Linked DNA regions of Arachis hypogaea: region 2 is linked to region 1. The links are chromatin contacts, called in public Hi-C maps. All regions are on one chromosome and are shown on one strand. Each heading gives the region's core, a stretch centred on a gene start, on an enhancer-like site or on the middle of the called end of the contact. The rest is flanking DNA. Distances are from core to core; before and after follow the strand shown.

Region 1 (3,330 bases), core at 573-3,072:
GATCATTAAATAAAACGCGCCATTACCAATGTAATTGCTCCCCACACATAATTACGCAATCCCTAAGCGAACGCGACGTTTGATTAGACGCGACTGTTGGAAAACTTGAATCACGTTGGTTTCGAAAAATCACGTCGGCTACAAACCCGAGTTCAAATACACGAGTCCAACTCATCAACGAAGATATCAGACTCAAGTAGGGGCACTGTTCATGCCCTGGCCCAACACTAAGGCCTAGGTTTGAATACGCCAAAAGGCCCAATCCATAAGGATTAACCTTCACACGCAACCGACCTCTTCACAAGAGGTTGGATTCGACATAAGCTCCATACTAAGGAAGTCGGGAGCGAGGGTTAGCTGGCAGATAATACTTATTCAAATAAGTAACTGCCCCTAGAATCTCTCAACCCACTTCCAGGAGCCATATCTCAACTTTCCTAAAATAAAAGGACGGTTATCCTCCTTAAAAGGTGAAACTATTTCAACGGTGGTTATTGGTTCACCACTATAAATACACTGACACCCCTCAGGTATCTCTAAGTTCCAATACTCTATAAACCTGTAAAGTCCTTTGCTGACTTAGGCATCGGAGTGTCCTTGCAGGTACCACCCCCCATTCTTTCATACATACAAGTTGGACGACAGCTCTCTGACGCGAATCAAGTCAGAGATCTCCTCCAACAGACGATTAGGCCAATTTTACCAGTTCAGCCCATTCATCTCCGATTATCCATCGTAACAATTATATTATATTATATGTACCATTTATACTACATTTACCACTCTTGATATTAAAATAATTAATAAGTGTTGAGAGAAAAAAAAATTTATATTTTATGAATAAAAAAATGTGTATTTAATAATATATAAAAGAATTATACAAATATAATTTCTTATTTTAAAGCTGGTACTATACCTTAGAAAGTAAAGGTCATTATGAACTCTCATATACTTCTAACTAATAGCTTTTGCATTTCAAGCGAACACAGTAAGAAATGCATTGGAATATTGTGAGATTTTCTTTAGAAAAAAAAATTAGAAACTAATTCGTTTAGCAAACAATTTAACTTTTTTTTTTACTTATTGTTTACATTATTTAAAAAAAATGTTATTTTTTTATATTTTTTTCTATTTTAATAGGTCCGAAATGCAGCTCATTGCTCATATTATTCGCACCGTATTGTTTATCTAGCAGAAATCTTAACTAAATATTGATTAGAAAAATTATTTTCCTAACCGATTTTTTTATCCTTGGTTGCGGCGGTTTCAAAATGTTTTTGTTCCATGCTACATCATTTCTCAGTGAAGAGTAGCCGGGACATGGACAAAATTAAAGAAACATCTTATGAAGAACAAAAGATTGATAAAAGAAAATAATAAAAATAAAATAAAATTATATTGCTTTGACTAGGTATCATCATCAATTTTCTGTTAATAGTTTATTCCCGTAGCAAATTAAATGATTGCTCTTGCAATAACATTATACTTATTATATTTCATAATACGAAAGTCTAAGATTCAATAATTTTTGTATTTTATGATCAGCGTTTAACTATAAAAAAAATAAATAATCTCTCATTATTAGATTAAATCTCATACCATTAAAAATATTATTAATAATCAATTAATAATTATAAAATACAAAAGTTACTGTTGCTAACACTCCTCTTTTATAATACTCTTGAATTCTAATGTATGTATGGACAAAAGCAAAAAAACAAATCCAGATTCCTCAAAAAGATTTTACACCAGAAATTGAACAAGTAAGCTTTATTAATTCCTACACCACATAAGAGGGGACACATAGTTAAGATGTCTTAATCAGATTAAAAGGATCGTTTTGAATTTTGACGTATTTCTTTCTTCTTCTTCTTCTCTCTTAACGTATCATTGCAACTTTATGGTATATTCTAGTATCAATATATCTTATTTTGATATTTAAATTTTCAAAAGTATAAATTTAATTTTTACACCCCCGTTTTGCTAAAACATCAACTTGTTTTTAAACAAAAAAATAGTGAATAAGTAAGAATTGAATGTTTGAGTTGTTATTGTAAAAAGAAAAAAAAAAAGAAAAAAGAGAAAGACTAGTTAAATGTTAACCGGAAAAAAATAGGTTCCAATGCAATCTTTTTCCATTAACTAAGAACATAAATTATCATAAGTTAAAACAACCTATAACATATAACTTTTTTAAATAAATTAGTATTTAAAATTTTTAAGGAATAAAATAAATGCATTTATAATTTTAGAGATCAAAATTAAACCTTTTTTTTTCCAAGAAGTTATATATATAATAAGAAATTGGTGTCCTCTAAGTGGAGGACCACTTAGTCACTAGTGAGGTCTTTGTCTCCATGAAACGGCACCTAGTAGTTGGTGAAGCATTATTAACCTAATATGCTAAGGTGTATAGTCTAGAACCTCCTATGGACTATGGAGTAGAATATACACGAAGATCAATTTTATAGCGTCTATTATTTAGTGTTATTTTTAAATATTTAAAAAATATTTTTATAAATTAAATATTAATTTTTAATTTTTTTAACAAGTTAGATATTATTTTTTAAATATTATATTAATCACTATAGATAAAAATAAATATTATAGTCTTTAAATTAAGATATTGATTGAAATATGATGATTATTATGATGTCTGAAAAGTTATGTTTAATTTATTAAAAAAATTAAAAATTAATATTTAATTTAAAAAATATATAAATAAATAATTTTTAAAATTTAAAATTTATTATAAAAGATAATTTAAATAAAATTTAGACACTAACTTATAAATATTGTAAAATTAGTCTTAAAATATAATGGATTGACATATACAGTGTCCTATTTTTGACTTTTTTTGTCAAACAATTAACCCATACTTTTGGTTTATATCTATTATAATTTTAAAAAACTTTTAAATATATCGGTATACTAGGATATCAAGAACTTTAATCGTTGATTTTAATTATAAAAAATATATATTATATATAATTAAAATCAACGATTAAAATTTACTAAAACACGGATATACTAATATACTTAACAATTTTTCTATAATCTTATCATAAGATTAGAAATCACAGTGTAGGGAATCAGAGACAGAAGACAACCTCTTACACTATGTTTGTTTGAAGAAAAAATGAAAGGAAAGAAAATGGAAAAAAGAAAAGAGAAAAAAAATGATCATTTTTCATTGTTTGGTTATGAAGAGAGATTAGAGAAGGAAAAAAAAGATAAAAAAAAATTGGTAGGACCCACTGATTTTTTTCTCTCTAATATTGAAAAGAAAAGAAAGGAAAAATTTATTTTCTCTAACAACTTTTAATATTA
Region 2 (3,330 bases), core at 604-3,103, 65 kb after region 1:
ATTTGGATACAACAATATAAAAATATTTATTTATTTATTTATTATTTAAAAATATCTGTCTTTAATTTTAAAATATTGTTTTTTGAAAAATATAAGAATTGTAGCCTTTTTAAAAATATATATTTTAAAATTTTTTAGTATTTTTATTTACATTAAAATTTATAAATGATTATTTTTATTAATTTTTTTTAACATTTAATAGCATCTAAAGATACGCCCTATTGTGGTTAATATTAACTTGCGATTTGAGAATTAGGAGATTTGAGAATGAATTAGATTCCAAAAGGATGGACTTATTAGATGGAGAGACATATAAATATTATCCTAAGTATGGAGTCCAATTGTAAAAATTAGGAATATTATATACAGGGATGAAGAAGTTTTTATTTTATATATATACGACGAGGGAATATGACCGCAAATAGCAAGGCTTGAATTTGGAAAGCCCGCAATTATTGATTAGAATGGAATTGGGGTTTTGTAGTGGTTACTGGTTAATTTTCCTTCCATGATAAATGTTTAGGTGTTTAATGATTCAAAAGCATTAAAAAAAGATTGTACTATGATGATATTTGAAAGAAAACAATGTTTAAACATTAAATTATCTTAAAGAAAAAAGTAATATATATATGTGGAACAATCTAATCCTTGAAAATTAGAAAGGAAAATTTAGTTCTGGTGTAATATTTAAAAGAGTTTTATATTAATATATAATTATTTGTTGTGTTTACATATAAATAAGAATTTTTTCCCTTTGGAAAAATAGATATTCATGTATTATTGTCTTTTATGATTATATTATAGCACATACGTAAAACTATTAAAATTATTATGTAGATATATATCAAACTATAGTGGTAAACACATTGTCTTTAGGTTGTACACGGATCGGATCGGATTGGATATAACCTATAATTCTATCCGATCTGCATTGTACTCATCGAATCGGATCGAATATAACATTCGCAGATTTTTAGGTTGGATCCGATCCGATCCAATTCGCATATTTGTGTATTGGATCGGATATCGGGTATATCCGTATAATTACAAAAAAACTATTTTAAGGTTCTATTTAGCTGTTTTTACAAAAAAGGTCTAAAAAATCTATTTTTCACTTGTTTAAATTTATTTACTCCTAAAATATTATCAGTAAAAGTTTTCTTGAAGAAAACAAAAAAAAATAATACAAGATCTAAGTTTAATTATTTTAAGTTGAAGTAGAACATAAAAAATTAAAAACAAGATATAATAAACTATACTATTTATATGAGACATGCGAATATGCGAATCACTGCCAAATCTGCAATCCGATTCTACCATAGTGCGGATCGGATAATATCCGTAAAATTCGAATTGGATGCGAATAATTACCGCGAATATGCGGATATTATCCGATCGATGTGCATCCCTAATTGTCTTGATATAATGTTACTTTTAGTATATATATTAAAAAATGTATTTAAATATTTGCAATTGTCAAACTATATTAGTGTTATAAAATATTTCTTCGTCTAAATTTGTCAATTATTTTATAATACTAAAAAAGTTTCAAAAAAACTCTGAAATAGTACTAATTAGACAGAAAAAAACATATTAAATAAAATAATTCAAAAAAAGAGATAATAAATTTAATAATACACAATTAAAAATATTTCTTTATATTAATAATAAATAAGAATTAAACCAAAATAACATCATCTTAATAATAATAATAATAATAGAAGAAGAATGTAGCTTAGCACACATGATGATTCACCATAGCCGATAAAACTAAATAATTACAAGTCTTCTAGATGATTACATAGATAGGGTGTTACTTTTACAGAGGGAGTTAAGTGTTGTTGCTAGAAGTTAGAAGCTGGGAGTTGGGATATTTGTCGTTATTGTGTTTACGCAGTACTCCAAATTTTCCTTGGGCTTTTATCTCTCACCTCACTCCGTTAAATCCTTCGATATCCCAAATTTGTTACCTAATAAATGTACTGTACCACTCACTTCACTAATCCCTTCCTTCTTTTCCTTCTCAACCTCCGATCTAATCCCCTCTCCATTGTCAGACAACACTTCCCAACTCTCAATCTCCACCGTCCCTTCTCCAATCTCTTCTTCTTCTCCGATTCCCCGCCTCGTCCCCTTTCCTCTTCTTCAACCCTAAAAACTCACCCTTTCATTATCTCTCCTCCTCCTTCCACGTCCTAAACCCATTTTTGCGGCGCTCCATTCCCACGCTTCCACGCTTCACCACGTGTCAACTTCACCTTCTCAAGAGGTTTAAGTTTCAACTGTTTCAACCTCCCCCGTAGCTCAATAACACAACCAAAGCATTAAATTAAAAAAAAAAAAAAGAACAGAATAGAAAAATCGTGTGAATCCCCTGAGCTGTTTGTTTTTGTTTTTTTTTTTTTAATTTCTTTCCACCCGACACCGATCTGCATCCAATAAGTCGAGATCTTCCAACACGTTAGAAAATTGGCCGTCCACGCTTGATGGCGTCGATGGAGGAAGACGGCGGCGGCGGCGGCGGAGGGAGCAACAAGAAGAGGATGGAGGCGATGATAAGTACGAGGCTGTCGGACGTGGTGTTGGACATAGTGATGCCGTACATCCACGACCCGAAGGACCGCGACGCCGTGTCGCAGGTGTGCCGGCGGTGGTACGAGCTGGACTCACTGACTCGGAAGCACGTGACCATCGCGCTCTGCTACACCACGTCACCGGACAGGCTCCGCCGCCGCTTCCCCCACTTGGAGTCCCTGAAGCTCAAAGGAAAGCCACGCGCCGCCATGTTCAACCTCATACCTGAGGATTGGGGCGGTTTCGTTACTCCTTGGGTTAAAGAGATCTCTCACTACTTCGATTGCCTTAAGAGCCTTCACTTTCGACGAATGATCGTTAGGGATATGGATCTTGAGCTTCTTGCTCGTTCCAGAGGCCATGTTCTTCAAGCTCTTAAGCTTGATAAGTGTTCTGGCTTCTCCACTGATGGACTCTACTATATTGGCAGATTTTGCAGGTAATAACTAACTAACTATCTAATTAATCCTTTTCTTTAATTTAATTTTGTTCTTTGATGATTTGAGCTTCATTTAATGTTTACTGTTAATGAATGCAGTTTTTTAATCTCTCTAACTTTCTATTAAGGAGTGTCTGGATTAAGGAACTAAACAAGGAAAAAGTAGTACTAATTTTATTTTATATTATAATAATTGCATGAATGTAATAGTTTAAAAGGAAATAACTTTTTGTTTAACTCTTCTTCTTATTGGAAACTGTTATGTTATGTTGCACTTGGAATTAGTATTGTTTCTTTTTATTGTCCTATTCTTTGTA

The links. Hi-C and Micro-C count contacts between places; a contact is called where the count stands out from the background.
Region 2: a Hi-C map of leaf shows a contact between it and region 1, with 2.8 times the contacts expected there. The contact joins the promoter of LOC112702437 here to the enhancer-like site in region 1. A contact is called at or near these places in 2 of 8 Hi-C or Micro-C datasets (both in leaf).

What each region holds. Positions count from the first base shown.
Region 1 is chr7:10,968,094-10,971,423 of arahy.Tifrunner.gnm2.J5K5, forward strand. No RefSeq gene overlaps it. Among protein-coding and RNA genes, the nearest start is that of LOC112702434, 28 kb to the left of the region's middle. Within about 2 kb of position 1,823, at least 2 of the 3 cell types and tissues checked have open chromatin away from gene starts, as enhancers often do.
Region 2 is chr7:11,033,380-11,036,709 of arahy.Tifrunner.gnm2.J5K5, forward strand. LOC112702437 (coronatine-insensitive protein 1) reads left to right here and starts at 1,854. Exons shown (of 3, transcript XM_025753450.3): 1 at 1,854-3,013. The coding sequence starts at 2,487.